2 separate regions of the Rattus norvegicus genome follow, and region 2 is linked to region 1. Evidence: chromatin contacts called from public Hi-C data. All regions are on one chromosome and are shown on one strand. The core of a region is the stretch at or near the end of the contact, and the rest is flanking DNA. Distances in the headings are between cores, read along the strand shown.

Region 1 (4,727 bases), core at 1,632-4,131:
GGGTTTATCTTTTGTTTGTTGGGGATTGAACTCGGGTCTCCTTCTCATTCACAAAGCACTTTACCAACCGAGCCATCTCCACGGCCCTCATTCGATTGGTTTTAAGTATCGACGATCACCTGCCGATTTGTGGTTCTGCCCACTATGGGCCTGTGGGCTTTGGTGTGCGGAACTCTGTTCTCTCATTTTTAAAGAAAAGATGGTCTCGGATTCTAGTGTGCCTTGTCTTCCCTTTTGGGTCTGTGTGAGTTCTGTGCGCTGGGCCATTAGCACATGAGAGAGCCTTGTCAGACTCCATACACAAGCTTTAAGAGATGGGGTCCTATTTCCTGTCTTCAGAGTGTTCTCTTCCGGGAAGTCATCGAGCTACGCCCAGCTCTTCCCACCTTTCTGATTGAAATGCAGACGTGCGAATGAAGAAGCCACACTGGATGGCCAGCCAGAACTTCCATGGTACCTGACTTGGCTGTCATCCGACTGCCTTCTTTCAGCAGGAGAGAGTCCGGGGAAGAACTGTGCCATTGTCTGGACAAGGACTGTGAATAGTTTGTGGTAATTTATGGAGCCGCAGGGGGAATGGCTCCTAGAGGTAACGACAGCATCTGTCTGGTAGTCAGTCATGGAGTAATATTGCAGAGTCATCCTGCTTCAGGCTTCCGAGTGAAGGGATTACATGGTTCTTGATAAATTTAGATGTAAAAACTGAAATTCCTTTCCTACAGTCTGGAATAAAGCAGATTATCATGTCTCCTTCTCTGATCCAACCTCTTCCCTCCTCCCCCCTACTAATTTGGTCTCTCTTTTCCCTACAAATTTGGGTTTCCAAGAGGTGATCTGCAGGCTAACCAGATGCAGGTGGGGGCTGCTGGGTAGATGGTTTTAAGTAACCAACACCCATTCCTTTTCTCATTTCCCTCCCCCCACCTCTCTGTCTCTCCCCCTCCCCCTCCTCCACCTCTGTCTGTGTTTTAAGTACAGCCAGTTCACTTTGACTTAAAGTAAGTATACTAAATTCAGCCTTCATGATGCAGACAGAAAAAAATCACCGGTCTGGTTCATCCTGTGGTAATGAAACGCAAACACGCGAAGCTGAAATGATTCAAAGCAAAATTCCCTTTGAGAACTTTTATCACGTCTGTGTGTACAAAAAGCAGCCGAACAAATACTGTAGACTACGTAATTATTTCCCATGTAAACACTATAGAATTGCAGGCTAGAGGGCCGGGGGCTGAAGGTGCACGGTACCTTAATTATAGCTTTGCTAAGTTTGATTTTATAGACTGGCAAAACTCAAGTTTGATTTAAACCACACAGAAAGACATGATGCAAATTGGACATGCCCTTTGTCCCTGACTCAGACGGCTGACCTTGCTTCATTCCAGAGTTCTCCCTAGAAGGCAGCCTTTTACTACGGCTATTGGTCAGCCCGTTTGCCTCACTGATTCCGTTCTTCATCCTAGAAGACTTAACAAGGCCAGTCGCCACGATCTTCCTAGTTCCTCTCCCATTTCTTCACCCCTTCAAACTGTTAATAGATACAGAGTTTGTCACGTTTGCCCTGGGTAGGATGGTTAATTCTCTTCTAATACCTGGTGAATAAAGTCCAGAGCGGGAGGTGATCAAACAAGAAGCTGTGTGTAGAAACTGGAATTAGCTTCTTTTAACCTTTCTACCTTTAATGAGGGTGTACAAAATGTCACTGGCTTTGCTGTATTAGGCACCAAGATAAATGGCCTTGAAGGTTGTAAGGGCGTGGCAGTGGCGATAAAGTAGGTTGCTGAAGTTGGGATCTGGCCAGCAGTTGACTGTGGGGTTCTCTGATGAGAACACCGGGATACTAGGTATTTTATGAGGGCTAGACCCCTCATCTTCCTTGGCATCAAGCCATATTTAACTAACTCTTGCCTTATGACTAGACTAAACGTGGGGCCCCTCTGCCTCGCTGTGAATCCAATCCACGCTGCACTGACTGCTTTTCTTACCTTTCACAGCTCTGGGAGGAGGCATGACTGAATTAGAGATGCACGCTTGTTCTAGGGACGATTTGGTTTGGCTTGGCTTCGCCTCTAAGGATGCAGCACTTGCTTTCCACGTTTGTGCTTTCTTGTGGACTGGCACTATTGGCAAGAACTAGAGCAAAATGGGTATTTTGCCCCCAAGACAAATGCCACATTTTAGGCCAGGGAGGGCTATCTCTTTGTTTATGAATATAGTGATGGGAAAATTGTATAATGCAGGAAAATACTTTGTATGTGGCCAAGCCAGTGCAATGGTGTCTCCAGCGCAGGAGCACAGGACAGGGTCAAATAAGTCAGGGACCTGTGGGATTCTCCGGCAGGTTCCTTGGGTCAGAGATGGAGAAGCCAGTCGGATGTTGGCAGTGGTCAGAGAAGTTAGGGGACCTGGGACCAAATAAGGAGAATGCCTCCGGACTGACCTATGGAGGCCCAGCAGCGAGGTGGGCAGACAAGGATGGGTGAATCTGAGACCACCGCGGATCTGAGACCCCGCAGACAGGACAAGTCTCCCACGAAGGCAAGGACAGATTCCCCCCACGCGGACCTGAGACCCAGCAGACACGGACAGATCCCCCACGCGGATCTGAGACCCCGTGGCCCCACAGCCACCGGTGCGGCCGCGTGCTAGCGCAGCGGGAGCCGGATGGGTCCAGCACGTTGCCACCCTCGCGCCAGCCGCCCTGTTTTCCGTGGATCTCACGGGGCTCCGCACTCGCTTTGGGCCCTCGTGGGGGCGCCGCCTCTTTGTGCAGGCCGTGGGCGGGGCGTGGAGCGGGGCGGCCGGGGATTGGCTGATGGAATGGAGGCGGGGCCTGGGCCAGAGAAAATCCGCGCCCGGGCCGCTGCCAGCCCAGCCGCGAATTGGAACTGCTGAGCCCTTCGTCTAGTCGCTTTCTCCCCGGGGGTTCTTTCCAGTCTCTGCCCGCGCGGCGTCCGACCGGGTGCCCTTCTCTCTTTGCAACGCGAGCCGTCTCCTGTCCTCAACTTCCCTCCCCGCGCGGTGAAGCCCGGCCGGAGCGGCGATGCGTCTCATCCAGAACATGTGTACCATCGCAGAGTACCCCGCCCCGGGCAGCACCGCTGCCGACTGCTGCCTGGGGGCTGCAGGCCGCCGGCTCGTCAAGATCGCCGTGGTGGGGGCCAGTGGCGTGGGCAAGACCGGTGAGTCCAAGCGAGGAACCCGCTTGGCCGAGGGGCGGGACGGGACGGGACCTGGCGACCCGGGCCCGGACTGGAGATGAGAGAGGTGGGCGTTGCAGCGGGATCCTCCGCCCCTTCATGTCCCTGCTTCAGCGGAAGAGGGTCACTGGGGCCCTGAGCGGGCCGCAGACTTTCGGGCCGGAGTAGAACTTTAGGGCTTCTGGCAGGATCTGGGGCGGGATGGGGAGATAGTGACTGTAACCCGTCCTGGAGTTCTGTAAGGTTAGGAAGAAGTTCGCCTGCTGGAAGGTTTAGGTGTGGCCCAAGGAGGGGGCTGGGCCACGAGACCCTTCCCGCTGGCAGAGCCGTAATTCACTCGGCTTCTTCCTCCTCGTGTCTGGCAGAGGGTCAAGGAGCTACAGGATAGGAATTTCCCTCGGTGGCCGGCTGTGACTTTCTTTGGAAGAGTTGTTTTCCAGGTGGGGGTGGGGCGGAGACCCATCTAACTTAGGGGGTTAATGATCAGTCTTTTTTTTTTTTTTTTTTTTTCCTGAATTGCAGCTTTGGTGGTCCGGTTCCTCACTAAACGATTCATCGGGGACTATGAACGAAATGCAGGTGAGGAAACGCACCGAGACAAAGCCTGTTGGGATAGCTGCCTTCATTTCTCAGTGCCTTCAAGGACACTTCCTTCAGAGTGACAGTGTTTAGCATCAGGATTCTGCCACTTCCAATTCTGCACGCCCCCCCCCCCCCCAACCCCCAGCTGCCATCTGGCCTCATTCCATTCCTGGCCCATTCATCATTTTATCAAGTGCCCGAAAGTATCCCTGTGGTATGTTTTTAACTATAGGGACCCCAGTTGGAAACACCCTTTGTACTCCAAGGCCTTTTCCTTTAAAAAAAAAGGGGGGGGGGGCTGCAAAAGTCATAAAAAAAAAAAACCAAACAAACAAAAAACCCAGCCTCGAGCTCCTCCCCCACCCTCTCCCTCTGCTGGCTGCCTTTCAGGGGCGACCTTTCAAAGCAAAGGCCAAAGCAGAACAGTTGTAAGCCTAAACTTCTCTCCTTAACAAAGAAAAATAACTATGATTCTAGTGGGGAGAGCTCCTGAACAATGAGAAGACACATATTTCATTCTCAATGATTGAGAATAGTCACTGCCCCGGAAGGCTTCAGTCCTTTCCGAGTGTGCCCCTTAACGAATTGCTTACATACAGAGACTGTGTGAAGTACCTCTTGGGCATTAATTGAAGTGAACCATATAAGCTGTCCTGAGATATGACATGGCGGCCTTCTGCTTTGATACACAGCTGATCAACACCATGGCACACTTTCATGCTACAGATGCGAACTGTGCATTTACTAACCATATTTGCTAATGAAACTGTTACATCCAGCGGGCAAAATCTTTGGAGAGTGATAATATGAAAAAATAAAAACAGAAACCCTGCATCTACTGAGTCAGAGACTGCCCTCCAAGGAACTACTCTAAACATGGAAACTTAGTTTAAAATTAGACCAGCAAGTTTCTAAAAACCAACAAACTTTGACCTACTTCTGATAAAT
Region 2 (4,727 bases), core at 1,575-4,074, 130 kb before region 1:
TGCTCGGTGGGAGAGTACATGAAGCCGGGTTGTGAGCCACCCAGTGTCAAGTAAATAAATATAAGCAAACGACAAGCAAACAAGCGGTCCCAGCCTGTACTCCCCGCTCCTCATACCAGCTGGGGCAAAGGGAGAAAGTTGTAAAGCTCAAGAAAGAGGCTCAGCGAGAAACCCAGTGACAGAGAGACTCGGAAGACACCTACCTGGAAACAGTTCATGCTCAAGTAAGGCTTTATCCCGCTGTGCACAGACAGACAGCAGTCTCCTGAGCACCAGCCTGCTCCTCTGGGAAATGCCAATGGGAGGGGCAGAAGTGACCTGAGCGGCTTTTATAAGGGGCGGGATTTCCAGTTCCCACCCCAGCTCCTCCACAGAGTCATTCAGCTTGCTCTGCCTAAGTGACCCAATGGGTTGTTTATACTCAAGTAGGAGAAGAAGACAAATTCTCACAGCCCCTAAAACAGACTGGAAGGTAAGAGAAAGAAGGTACTGACCACAGCCGCTGCCACTCACTGAGAAGTTATCACGTACCGGGCCCAGAACCCCAGGAACTCCCCCCTGGGTTGCAGCCATTATGGGCCCATTTTTACAAATGAAAGCTGAGGCAAAGACTATCAAAGTGCTCAAGGGCACGAGGCAGCGGTGTTGGAGGTGGGACTTGAAAGCTGGATGGAGCAGAACACCTCTGTCTGTCATCTAGTGCTTACAGGCGATGTCATGCTGGAGGTCTACCTGGGCTAAGGAGCCCCACAAATAAGTACAAAAACAGGAGCGAACCTAGAGTCTCACATTAGAATGCAAACATTTCTCCATTTGCCCAAGACAGTGTCTACACAGAAACATATTAGGTTTACTTCACAATTGGACATGGGGTGGGTGGGTGGGGTGGGTGAGAATTAACTTGGTCACCAGAAGTGTTTATTCTACTGACACAATATTGGCCCATTCCTCTCCTGTCCTCCCAGAAGCCTGTCTCCCTGGCTGAGTGTCACTGAAAACAGGTTGTGACATTCTGTCCAGGTGTGCCAAGAAGTCCTAGCCACAGTAAGGACAAGAACAAGCCGGAGGCAGACTTCCTCTTGGGACAGGCTTGCTCTCCGGTTTCCACTCGGCTTCAATACTGAGAGGTGTCATTGAAAGCAAACCGGACAAGAGCAGAACCAGGAGCAGGCACTGAGCCCCCGGGAGGCTGTAGGCCTGCGGCCACCCCCACAGGCAGGAGATACAGCATTGAAACTACTGTGGTATCCTAGTTCTCCACATGAGCTTGGTTACGGCGGAGACACGGAGAAGAAATGCACTGTCTTCTCAGGGCATCCAGCCACGTTAATGTCACCGGACAGGAAGAAGCAGGAAACCTGTGTCTTCAAGCAGAAAGGGGAGATGGCAAGGTGACAGGCCCCGTCATCTAAGGAGACCTGTACCAAGCCGGCAGTTACCATCACTCTTGGCGACCAGCGCAGAAAGCTGGAGCCAGCCCCAGCAGGTCTCAACTCCACCTGAGCTAACACATGGCTCCTTCATGCTCTGTGCCATGTGTTGATCTTGCAACAGAATGTGGGACAGAAGATTTAAAGAGCTGTGTGATGGGGGAAGGGCAGCCAGATCACCTTACCTAAGGCCTACTTAATCAGACCTCCTCAGATTCCCTTTGTATGCTAGGATGACTATCTAACTTGGTGGCAGGGTGTTCTCCAAAATGGCAAAAACAAACAAACAAAACCCAACAGCCAGCAGTGTTCCAGTTTGGAGGGGCTCGAAGCGGGAGGGAGAGGAGGATCCAGAGAGTACAGGCAGAGCACACACCCTCAAGCCCCACACCAAAGGTAATGCTGACCCCAAACTGACCTCCCTGAGGCTCTCACAAGTGGGGGTGCCAGCTGAGTACGCTCAGGGGACCCAAAGGTTGGAACTGGTCCCTAGGAAACTAAACAGAACGGGAAGGTAGTTGGGGGGGGGGGGGACTCCAAATTAAAGTGACCGCTGGGTAACACTCCCCGCCCCCCCACCCGCCCCCCTCAGACAGGCGAGGCAGTGCCCAAGCTAAATGGAGAGGAGGCGGGGCAGGATGACCCCTGCAGACTTCCTCACACCCACAGTCACCTCACTCCTAGGGCCTGCAAACGTTAACTGCCGCCTTACAATCTCCTGCATGCAGGTGGGGAAACTGAGGCCTCCAGAACAAATTGCTGTGCTTTCCAGGTTTTAGTTCGCTTCTCTAGCCAGATTCTTCACTTGGATTTTTTTATGTCTATCCGATTTCTCCTGGTAAGAACACTGCTATTGCAAAGTGAATCTTAAATACAATCGAGGCTGAACTCCAAAAAGGAGCAGAGGACAGTCCGTGAGTCCAGGAAGGGTTTATTTACTGCACCAGGAGGATCTACTTCCTCCCACTCCAGGCTTGCACCCTCATGGTCCTCCCTCGGGACAGCGGTGTGCGGCACCTCGCACCCTCCACCCCCACCCACCGCCCGCACCACAACTCGAGGGCGGGGGCATGGGGCTGCCCTGGGGATCCCTGGGATCCCTTCAGGGTCCCCGGCTGGGACAGAGGCGGGGGACTGCGGTCAGCTGGCCCAGCCTCAGAGCCGGGAACTTCTGACCGCGCGGCCCCCACGACCGCGGCGCGCGAGCAGCTCCAGCCCGGGGTTCCCTTTCTTTGCCTGGCTCGCTGCGGGCGCGACCCCCGGAGGCTCGGCGGCCACTCACCATATTACAGATGGAGGCGATGTTTCGGACAGTCATTAGTCTAAAGGTTGCAGCGATCGCGCACCGCCATCTTTACCAGGGGAAAACGGGACTGTCCATGGTGGCGCGCAGCGAGGCCGGGTGGCGGCGAGGCGGCCTGGGGCCGGCTTGCAGTGGGGTTGGGCGAGCGAGGCCGGGCGGCGGCGAGGGCGGGGCGGCGGCGCGGGGCGGGGAGTGGCGGAGCGACGCAGCCGGGGCCGCGGCCGGCGGGAGGAGGAGCCCAGAGCCGGGAGGCGCCGAACCGGGCCGCTCCTACGTTCCCGTGTCCGCCAGGACTCGGTCGCCCAACCCGGCTGAAAGCTGTTCTTGCTCCCCTGCCCTGGGGTACCGCTCCGTGCCAGCTGCATCGCTAGGTCAGTCCCCAACGAACCCAGCACCGCGGCCTTCACACTGGACCCAGGACACTGGACCCTGGCCGATCGTAGGCTGGGGACCTACACCAGGGGGACACAGGCATGCTCGTTTCCCGATTTCCCTCTGCCTGTTCCTGGTGGTCTCCAACCAGTCAGGGCTTTTAGAGATTAGCTAGGGGAGCTGATGAGTACGGGTGTAAGGGAGTAAGGGTAACCCTAGTCCAACTTTAAAGTTTCTCTCCAGGGTTCTAGCCAGATGGCATCCACCGGAACCCAAAAAGTAAAATGAGACCAGGACATGGGCGTGGCCAGAGAGCCCTGACCAGCAGTAACCCAGCTGCTTGGGAAAGGGTTCCCAGAAAGGAAAGTATTCCGGGTCTAGGAAAGCCCCACTCGGGAGATTTGTGACATTAGAAGGTACAGAGGAAATGGCCAGGTTCTGGGCGGTGCTAGAGGCTGTCCAGGAAATACCAAAACAAAACTTTTGTATCCTCCATCCAGGGAGCTCCTGATCTCAGTTTTGTGAGATTGGGTGCTGTTTGAGTTTTCACACATTCCCACAGAGGCCAAAACTGCAGGCTCAGGGTGCACATTGTACACCGCTTGAAGGATACATTCATGAGAATTGAAAAGGTCCATTTCAAACATGGGGAATAACTGTGCGTCTGCCGTCCCATGGTTTTTGCAGGGAAGCTGTGCATGTGAAACGTGATAAATTCCTGAACCAATGTATTTTGTGGGAAATTAAATTAGGAGAGAAATTAATATAATTGAAGACATCTTTATGTAGCCAAGAGTAACATACTGGTGGTGGGGAGGAGGGCGCAGAGTTTTATACATAACATGTGAGAGCCATCCATTGGTAATTCTTCTAGGACCTGGGGTGGAAATAGAAGACGAACACTACTGACTGAAGGGGGGAGTCACGTGGATACTGTATTTTTCAGTGTGTAGAAGGATTAATATGTCTGCTCACGATGAGTCATTCTACCAAAATTTTATTTTCATTTTTTTTACTGCTGCCAGTTATAGTTCTTTCAGCTTCTACACAATCTATTAGTTAACAGACAGTTAGCTCCACAAGGCTTACAGAGAGAGCAGGTGTCCAACTCAGCTCTGTGTTACCCACATAGTACAGATAAAGGCTAAACTTAGGTTGGGTACCTTTGGGGGAGGGGAACCATTGATAAAACACCCAAACCATGACTGGCCAGAACAGTAAGGTCCAGAAAAGCTTATAAAGATTACGGAATGTCACAAGCTGAAGGCCTGAGCTTTATGAGTGGTTAAAGTTTTAAATTTCCATGTTTTCGGGGTTGGGGATTTAGCTCAGCAGTAGAGCGCTTGCCTAGCAAGCACAAGGCCCTGGGTTCGATCCCCAGCTCCGAAAAAAAAAATTTCCATGTTTTCTGATGATGAACTCCATGATTTCTTCCAATATGAATACACTGATACAAGGCCTACAGGAGTTAAAACACAAGTGAGAGCTGGGGAGATGTGCCAGTCAATAAAGTGCTTACAGCACAAGCATGGGTTCCGAAGTTCAATCCTTCCCCCAGAGTTCACACCCACAAGTAATGAAACATGGTCACTGTGTGTAACTATCCCGCTGCTAGAGAGGCA

Evidence for each region. Hi-C and Micro-C count contacts between places; a contact is called where the count stands out from the background.
Region 2: a contact with region 1 is called in a Hi-C map of mammary epithelial cells, with 2.4 times the contacts expected there. The contact joins the promoter of Usp46 here to the promoter of Rasl11b in region 1. A contact is called at or near these places in 2 of 12 Hi-C or Micro-C datasets (frontal cortex and mammary epithelial cells).

The regions. Positions count from the first base shown.
Region 1 is chr14:34,371,404-34,376,130 of GRCr8, reverse strand. It overlaps Rasl11b (RAS-like family 11 member B), which reads left to right and starts at 2,881. Exons shown (of 4, transcript NM_001002830.2): 1 at 2,881-3,179; 2 at 3,720-3,776. The coding sequence starts at 3,041.
Region 2 is chr14:34,502,247-34,506,973 of GRCr8, reverse strand. It overlaps Usp46 (ubiquitin specific peptidase 46), which reads right to left and starts at 2,824. Exons shown (of 9, transcript NM_001191596.1): 1 at 2,713-2,824. The coding sequence starts at 2,748.